Regions from separate parts of the Drosophila melanogaster genome. Here region 1 is linked to region 2. The links are chromatin contacts, called in public Hi-C maps. All regions are on one chromosome and are shown on one strand. Each heading gives the region's core, a stretch centred on a gene start, on an enhancer-like site or on the middle of the called end of the contact. The rest is flanking DNA. Distances are from core to core; before and after follow the strand shown. Region 1 holds the start of Tob (Transducer of ERBB2). Region 2 holds the start of Pdcd4 (Programmed cell death 4).

What was found. A called contact is a pair of places that touch in the nucleus more often than the background predicts.
Region 1: a Hi-C map of the Kc167 cell line shows a contact between it and region 2, with 4 times the contacts expected there. The contact joins the promoter of Tob here to the promoter of Pdcd4 in region 2.

What each region holds. Positions count from the first base shown.
Region 1 is chrX:16,089,862-16,093,855 of dm6, forward strand. Tob (Transducer of ERBB2) reads right to left here and starts at 1,634. Exons shown (of 6, transcript NM_001169300.3): 1 at 1,286-1,634. CG42353 reads right to left here. Exons shown (of 5, transcript NM_167485.4): 5 at 3,198-3,994. CG42354 reads right to left here. Exons shown (of 6, transcript NM_001144730.3): 6 at 3,198-3,994.
Region 2 is chrX:13,753,292-13,757,341 of dm6, forward strand. It overlaps Pdcd4 (Programmed cell death 4), which reads right to left and starts at 2,115. Exons shown (of 4, transcript NM_001272604.1): 1 at 1,962-2,115. CG32625 reads right to left here and starts at 3,535. Exons shown (of 2, transcript NM_167381.3): 1 at 3,293-3,535; 2 at 2,873-3,224. The coding sequence starts at 3,469. The coding sequence ends at 2,967. Rtc1 reads left to right here and starts at 3,888. Exons shown (of 3, transcript NM_132691.4): 1 at 3,888-4,050. The coding sequence starts at 3,980. It also overlaps asRNA:CR43833.

The DNA.
Region 1 (3,994 bases), core at 384-2,883, 2.3 Mb after region 2:
AATACACTGCCATGCCGGAATGTCTGTCTATACAATACACATTTGAGTGTGTACAGTACACAATATAATTTTTTTTTTTTTTTTTTTGAATACTATTTTTTCCCTGTATGCATGCAAGTAGATACAATAAGCTTGCGACGAACACCGCGACAAAATGCCAAATGATGGTCTTCTGACGCGATAGTATTTGTCTGGCACAAGTTCGTTTTTTGGTTTGGTCGAAAATTATTTCATTTCATTCGTTCTTTGGCAGAAATGCAAAAGCAGCTGCAGTCGGTGGTCACTATGCTCTCAAACTTGCAACAATTGCTATCGAATCATCGATGTTGTTTCAGATGAATAAATAAATAAAAAAAAAACAAAAGCTTGCGCAAATGAAATCGCACACATGTACTATTATAAAATTCGTCTTTTGTTGTGCAACACAACTATAGAAGACTGTGCAGAAAGTACAGTGGAACCTGTCTAGCACGAACATTTTCAGAGGTGTCAAAGTTATATATAGTGGGATGAAATTTTCATAACACTGATAACATGAGGTATCGACATGTACTCTGAATTATTTATTGAACAGAATTGTGAAATGGTCAAGTTAAAGAATGCGTACTGTATTTGGAGCTTGCTAACGCAAATATCAGCTGCTAGCTATAGCTTTTAAGCACGAATTACGACAACAAATTGGGATATGCTAGATTAAGATAGATCGATTTGTATTTACATCAAACTTCTTAACAAATCAATATCCATATATAGTATTTAATAATCTGAGCTCAAGCCAACTAAAGTACCCTACTGTAAAAGCTTTGGGTATTCAAATCTTGTGCACCCTTCGGTTTGCTCTTTCATCTTTTGAGCTACGAAAGTTTGAATGCATAGGAAAGGGAGTTATAGTTCGTTCCCTGGAGTCGAGCTCTCTCTCTACCCAAATTTATTGAAGAACAGCTGTCCCTTTCGGCGCTGAAAAGCCCAGTGCTCTAGTGAGCGCCATAACTAACGACAACAAAACAAGAAGTATGAAAACAGCCGAGCGAAAGTGAGAGAAGCGATGCTCCATCTCCTTTTTTGTTTTCTTTTTTTTTCGTTTCTTTTTTTTTTTATATCACAATCATTGTTATTGTATTTTCTGTGGGGGCTAGATAGATGTATGTGTAGTGGGGGATAGTTCGCTGCTTTCTCAATTTTTGCACAGCACACACAAGTACACAAATATATTGCAATATTTTTTTCGAACAAAATAGATAAAAAATTGTAATTCAACATTTATTTGTTTTTTTTTTTTAACTACCGGTGCAGTTTGCTGATGGTTATTTCTTGTTTCCGATTTACTGTAGTTTTTGGTTGTTTCCTCCTGGTGGTCGTTGTATTAAACGAAGGATTTAGCGAGTTATGTATAAAATACCCCAGTTGTACCAACTAGTATGCTATTGTTTTACTTTTGCGTGGGTATATGTGCTCGGATGTCTATTTATTATTTTCTTGTTTAATGTGGTTTGGTTTTATTGGGATTTTGATGGTTTTTGGTTTTGTATTTCTTGTTGTATTCTATTTTCCTATTTTTTGTTGTTGTTGTGAAATGTCTCTGCCCGTTACTTAATTGTAGCACACGCCACTTAGCAAGGGCCGAGCGAAGCGTCCGTAGTTCTTGAAATCGGTTTAGTAACTGAGACTGAATTGACGCGCGAACGGGCCTCAGTGAACCAACAACAAACAAGTGCACACGCACACTTCGGCACCAGCACCCCCACCTTCACCACCGTGTTGGTCTTATTCGGCACTACGCACGAATCACTCACGAAGCTAAATGTTCTAAACTCGGTTCGGCTTCCCACTCTCTCTCTTCCTCTCTCTTTCCCTCTCCCTATCTCTCTCTCTCTGTCTGGTACTTGCACCCACGGTTGTCAATTTAGCTTTTTTCCCGTCTATGGTGGATTGCTTAAAATAAAATAAATATTTAAGCGGGCACCGGTAATTCTAACTGTCCAAGAGCCCAACACCAAACAGACGGAAATATAATTGAAAATATTAAACAAGAAATCATAGTTTTGTTGTTTTTAATCAATTTTTGTTTTGATAAATTGTTTTGACTTTTTTATAGACCAGTTTTTTAAATTTATATTTACTGCAAGGGTATATGAGATTCGACTGGCAAAAAAAAAAATTGTTCTTGAAAAAAATTGGCAGCACTGCTTGCACTCATCATATTTTTGTGTGGGTGCTTTTCCCTGGACAAAATTATATCCGAAAAGGTGGTAATATGACTAAAATTTGTTACCTTCAATTTAGCAACCGATGTAAATATATACATCCCATATTGGTTTGGGAAAAGTGTCGACATAAACATGATATACTTTAGTTAAAAGCAAGTTAGGATTGAAATATTTAAAATATCAGTTTAAAGCTTTTGAAAACTTTTACTTTCTTGCTTTGTTGTAGTTTTATTTTAGTCATTTTAAATATAGTTTATTTATAAATCATAGTCTAACTTAAATTTGCAATATCAATATGATATTCTGAAAAAGTTATGTTATATATTAATAGTAACTAAACCTCATAAGATCATCGTGTGAAATCATAATGCCTACTTTGTGGAAATCCTAGCTAAGTAAATATTAGTTATTTTGATAGTTCTCAATATGGATTTGCGATTGTTAAGGTATTTAAACTTCACCTTGCTTTTACATCGCTCGGATGCCCTGAATAATTTTGCGCGTGACTGGACGATTGGAGGAGTGTGTGGGCGTGTGTTGGTTGTGCTCGTAGTAAAATCGAGCCTAGAAGGGCTTGCGCAATGAGTGCATATCCTTCCGTGGCACAGTTTTAGTACAGCCCCCCCCCTCCTCCTCCTCTTCCACCACTCTGGCCGACAAAACGAGTCGCTCTCTTTGGGCTTTGGCTCGGACCCCTCCCCCCCTTTTCCCTTTTCCGAAAACTGGGACAAGAAATGAAAGTGCATGAGCACGTAACATATGCGTACATACACCCAGAGGTAATATGTATATGTACATTAGAGTGGACCTAGCTCGAACAAAAAGGTGAAAGGTCACACCTGTGTATGTACATATGTATGTGCATGTATATTCGTCGTGAATAGTAAGAAATATTGTGATACTCTTACTTTCCCTTTTTTCAAATATTTAAATCAAGAATGGTGAAAACCTTTTCAATGTTTGGTAGATAAAGAAGTACTAAATGAAATTGAAGGATTTTTATTTATTTCATCGCAAAACATTTGGGGTACACATTTATACATTTATTAATATATACGCTTAGATTTTGAACGAACATGCATACAAAAATATGGATTTCCTTTACATTTTCGATTTTTATCAGTTTTATAGGATTTCTTTTTTTTAAATTGGCTTTCCAGGAATACCTAATATGGTACAATAATTTATTTTTCTAGACTAAAAAAAAATATTAGTATAGGTATCACAAATATATATATTTATGTATATATCAATACATAATTTGTAGCGAAATTTAATGTTTCAAAAGGATTATTGATAAACTCGTTGAAAGGAAATTGATTTTGCTTTATTGACGGACTTGGATGGGTCTGTCTCTTAGGTTGAGCTGGAACTTTGTAGAAGAAATAACACCCTTCAATGGGAGGAACCAATGTTATACAAAGACATCGCTCACATTTAACTTAAGTGGGATTTACATTTAATTTTGATTTTAATCCTCATAAGTCCTCATAAGCTTTTTAGTATTAATTCCATTTTAGTTAAATGTGGGCGATATGTACGATATTTCCATTAAAAATGCGATACACTTAGTATTAAACACTGACTATTGAATCTGTATATGTACATACATTGCGATATCGGGATTATAAAGATAATGCTAGCTTTAACGCAGCCAAAACGATTGTTGTATTGTAGGTAAAAATAAATAAATATTAAGCACTTGCATCGCTTGATGCTTATTAAGCTCTGGTTCTACAGTGTGTTTCAAAAAACCTTGATTCCTGTTTAATTGCTGTCTTGAACAA
Region 2 (4,050 bases), core at 865-3,364:
TCAGCATAATACAAATGAAAACAAAGATAACGTGCAAAAAAGAGCCGCATGTGTTGTTTTTTTTTTTGTGTTTTCATGTGTTGTTTTTGTTTTTTGAGTGCTTTTTATATTGCGCCGCTTGTGCTTTCTCCTCTTCTTTAAACGCGGATTCTTATGTATTTCCCCCTCTGTAATATGGATGTACATACATATACATATGCTGTTACCGGTCTTATGTTTGTTTTGCCCGGTATAACCTTGAAAATTTTGTGCGCCTCACGAATTTCTATGTTTTTATTGCCGTCTCCTTCCGGTCTCTTTCTCATCTGATTCTTCATCTCCTTCTTTCGCACTTGTTGTGCCCCCTTTTTCGGATAACAACAACAACAGAAATAACAAAATGAACGCTTTTCAGCATTTTTTTCGAATCTCTTTTCCACCTTCGCGCTTTTTATTGATGCGTGTCCGAAATTATTTTTTAACCCCGAAATCAGGAAAAGGTTGAGTTTGTAAGAAGTGGAGAGAGAGATAAAGAGGAGCGATGGAAAAGAGCATAAAAATAAAGTGACGCTGTCGAAATTGCGTCGCAAACATTTCGCAAAAAATAAAATACATAAGCAATGTCCAATAAAAAGAACAAGAAAAAGAAGCAGAGACGTTCTCACCATTGAATGCTGTTGTTTGTTTTTTTTAACAGAAGAGATCGAACTATTAGGCGCACATGAATTGCATAAATAGATATAAAAGAAATTAAAAACCAATTTGTGTCACCCACTCTTTTTGAAACTACAGAATAAATTTGATGGTTTTGTTATGCCTTTTATAAACTGAGAACTGTATTTGTTTGGCATCCAGTAACCAGAAAAATTGAAATTTTTTTGTATTTTGCCTGGAATTGTTTGCAAAATTCCCCGTCCAGAACCCTTCTAATAACACATCTCGGGTTTGGAGTCATATTATACTTTAGGTCATATTGCATTTGCATCTGATTTTGTTAAATACTTAAATAATCGTTAATTATGCAGAGTGAATTGTACCACCACTGTGAGCCAGCAATTCTGGTAGATAATATGGGAAAACAAAATCGGATGACATGGAAACATTGGACGGGGCGCCGAATGCAAATAAACCTCGAGACAACGAAAATAAAATCAAAAAGCCTAAGGAACAAGTTTGGCAGGCAGAAAAAAAAACAAACAAATTCACCCCCCATCCAATGTGGGCAGCTGTTTTTTTTTTCGGTTTCGGCTTTCCTCGTTTCAGTTTTTCTCGAATTTTCGGGTGCGTGCGTGTGTGCCGGTTGATTTTATCACGTAGACCAACGTTTTCCAATTGGAGCAAATAACGCGCATCAACAAATTCTTAAATTTCACCTATTTTTATTGAAATCATCTAATATGGCATAATTTTGTGACCGCGACTGTAATTTCGTTTTTGCTTTTATATTCGCATTCGCCGGCAGTTTTTTTCGCTTGCTTCTTTGAATTGGTCTTCGTCAAGATCGATGTTGTTGTTGCTGCTGCTGCTGTTTCTGCGTTTTTTTTTATTTTGCCACTTACCTAAGTGCTTTTTGTTTTGTCTCTCCGGCTGTTTCGCTCGCTCTCTCTACTTCTGTCTTTGATGCTGCTGCTGCAACAAGAACAAAAACTAACGACACGACTGCAACGACGTTGGCCCACTGCAGTTGACGTTGACGGCGGCTGCGCTGCTTTTATACGATGAGGAGCCTGTTTAATAGTTGTTGCTTTTCTTCGTGGGCTCCTTTATTTTTTCCCTGCCTCTCTTTCTCTTCTTATATGCGTGCGGGGGAGAGGGGTTGGCAAGGCAAATGGCAAAAAATGCACTCAAATATCTTGTGTCTCACAGAAAAAAAATACACAAGTGTGTGAGTGTTTACTAAAAGGCTCCTTCACACGCGCATACACACACTCGCACACCCACAACTATTCAGTTGCGTGTGCTGTTTTTTATGCCTTATTCACCTTCGCTTTTGTTGTTTTTGCCGCTTAACGATGTGAACTTTTGATTTCTTTTTCAGTAGGATTGGAACAAAAAGGATTGAAGAACCGCAGAATAAGGAACCAATAACGCACACTGTTGTTCACGCCGTGAAAACTCAACTCGACTGAACCAGAGAGCGACGAGACGTGGGTTTTTATACTTTTTCGGCGAGACCGTGCTGCCAGACTGTTCGATTCTGGTAAGGTGGTGGGTTATAAAAGCGCACTTGGCGAAGCTTCCCCTTAAAACGGGGAAGTTTATTAAAAAGTTTGCAAATATATGTAAATACAAATTCAATCCTATGTAGTAAGCCTGCCTATGAGGAAAACTAAGATAAACGAAACTTATTGAATTTTGATGGCTTCTGGGAATGGTCCAACAGAGTGGCATCTCAGAGAAGTAGTTTTTAAAAGAAAAAGGAAAGAAATGCATACAAGCAAACATATGCATATTTAGTAAAAACAATGAAACATTACTTTATTTACACACTCACTGGATGTATATATATACTCGCCCAATGATCTTACCTTTTTATCAAGATTTAAAAACATTCAATTCAGTAAAATCTTATTTTCCAGGAATTTTTGAACAGGGCGGGCAGCTACATAACCCAAATTGCAGCACATTTCCAATTGGCGGCAGAAAGCGATGCAAAAGAAAACGAAGTAAATATTGAACAGGAATTGCTGTACATTTCCAAGTGGCGGCAGAAAGCAAAAAAAAAAAACAAAATTGCCGCCAATTGTGGCTCTCTTATTTGTAATTTTAATTACCATATGAATATTTATGAAATTATATGTTGAAGATTCCTTGAATTAACTCTTATTAATTTTTAATTTGAATACATTTTTAAATAAACGCTGATCTATGCTAACATAAAACGCTCCTTTTTCGAAATGTATGAAATATGTTTATTTGTATGTATGTTGTATATGTATATGTATGTATTCATATGATGTATGTAAGTAAGTAAGTATGTTCATAGATTAAGGAAAAGTATTCAAATCCATTAATCGCTTGCGTTCCTTTTCGCGGAATGCCCGGCGAGAGGAGCGCGTAGCTCCGTGCAGACGACGAATGATAGGGTTCTTCTCACAGTGGATATTCGGATCATATGTCGAAACCGGCGGGTCGGCATCCCAGTCCTTGGCATCACTTTCCTTGGCATCACAGTCCTTGGCATCTTCTTTTGCGTCGCTGTGGCTCTCCTCGCGTAAGTAGCTCGGGCACTTGATGATATGTTCCTGCAAATGGGATAAACAATTGAATTTAATATTTGCTTACATACATATAATATATATTCATAACCTACATATATATCGGCAATAGGGTACATATGGGTTCTGTTATATGGACAGCGAGCTAATTCGTCCGATGGAAATTTCTTGGCACAAAGCGGCAAATGGTAGGGCATTTTAAACAGCATTACCAAATGCGAGCTAGAGTTGGGACAATTGACATATTCATAAAGTTTTGGATCCGCAGACATTTTTACAACTAGTTTTGTTCGCCTTCTGCGAACTTCCCCTTCGTCAACTTCAAAGTGAGCATAGAATTTCGCAACAACAATTCTATTCAAATCTCCTACAGCGTTTGGTATTTTTAATAGAAGCTTGCAGTATTTTTTTCAAAATGAGCAGAGAATTTCGCAACAACAATTCTATTCAAATCTCCTACAGCGTTTGGTATTTTTAATAGAAGCTTGCAGTATTTTTTTTTCTTAAAATAATAATATAAAAATACAAACGTTCGATTGTTTGCAGTGCTTGTGTAAATTATAAAAATGCATTCTGAAATATATTCATTTGTAAATAATTTATTATGTTATTTACTAAATGCGATAATTCCAACACTTGACAGCCCTAAGGAGCGCTGCCATACTGTGTTCTATATCGATAACCGATAGTCCGGCGATAGACGTTGTTTACCTCTTTTAACGCACGTGCGCCGATCAATTTGCTAAATTCTTTGATTTATTGGTGCGTTTAGAGCCTATAAAATGCCGCCCATTGCCCAGGAGGGCAATTGCCTGATTTACCGCGGCAGCAACTTCCTCAAGCAGCGCCTAAT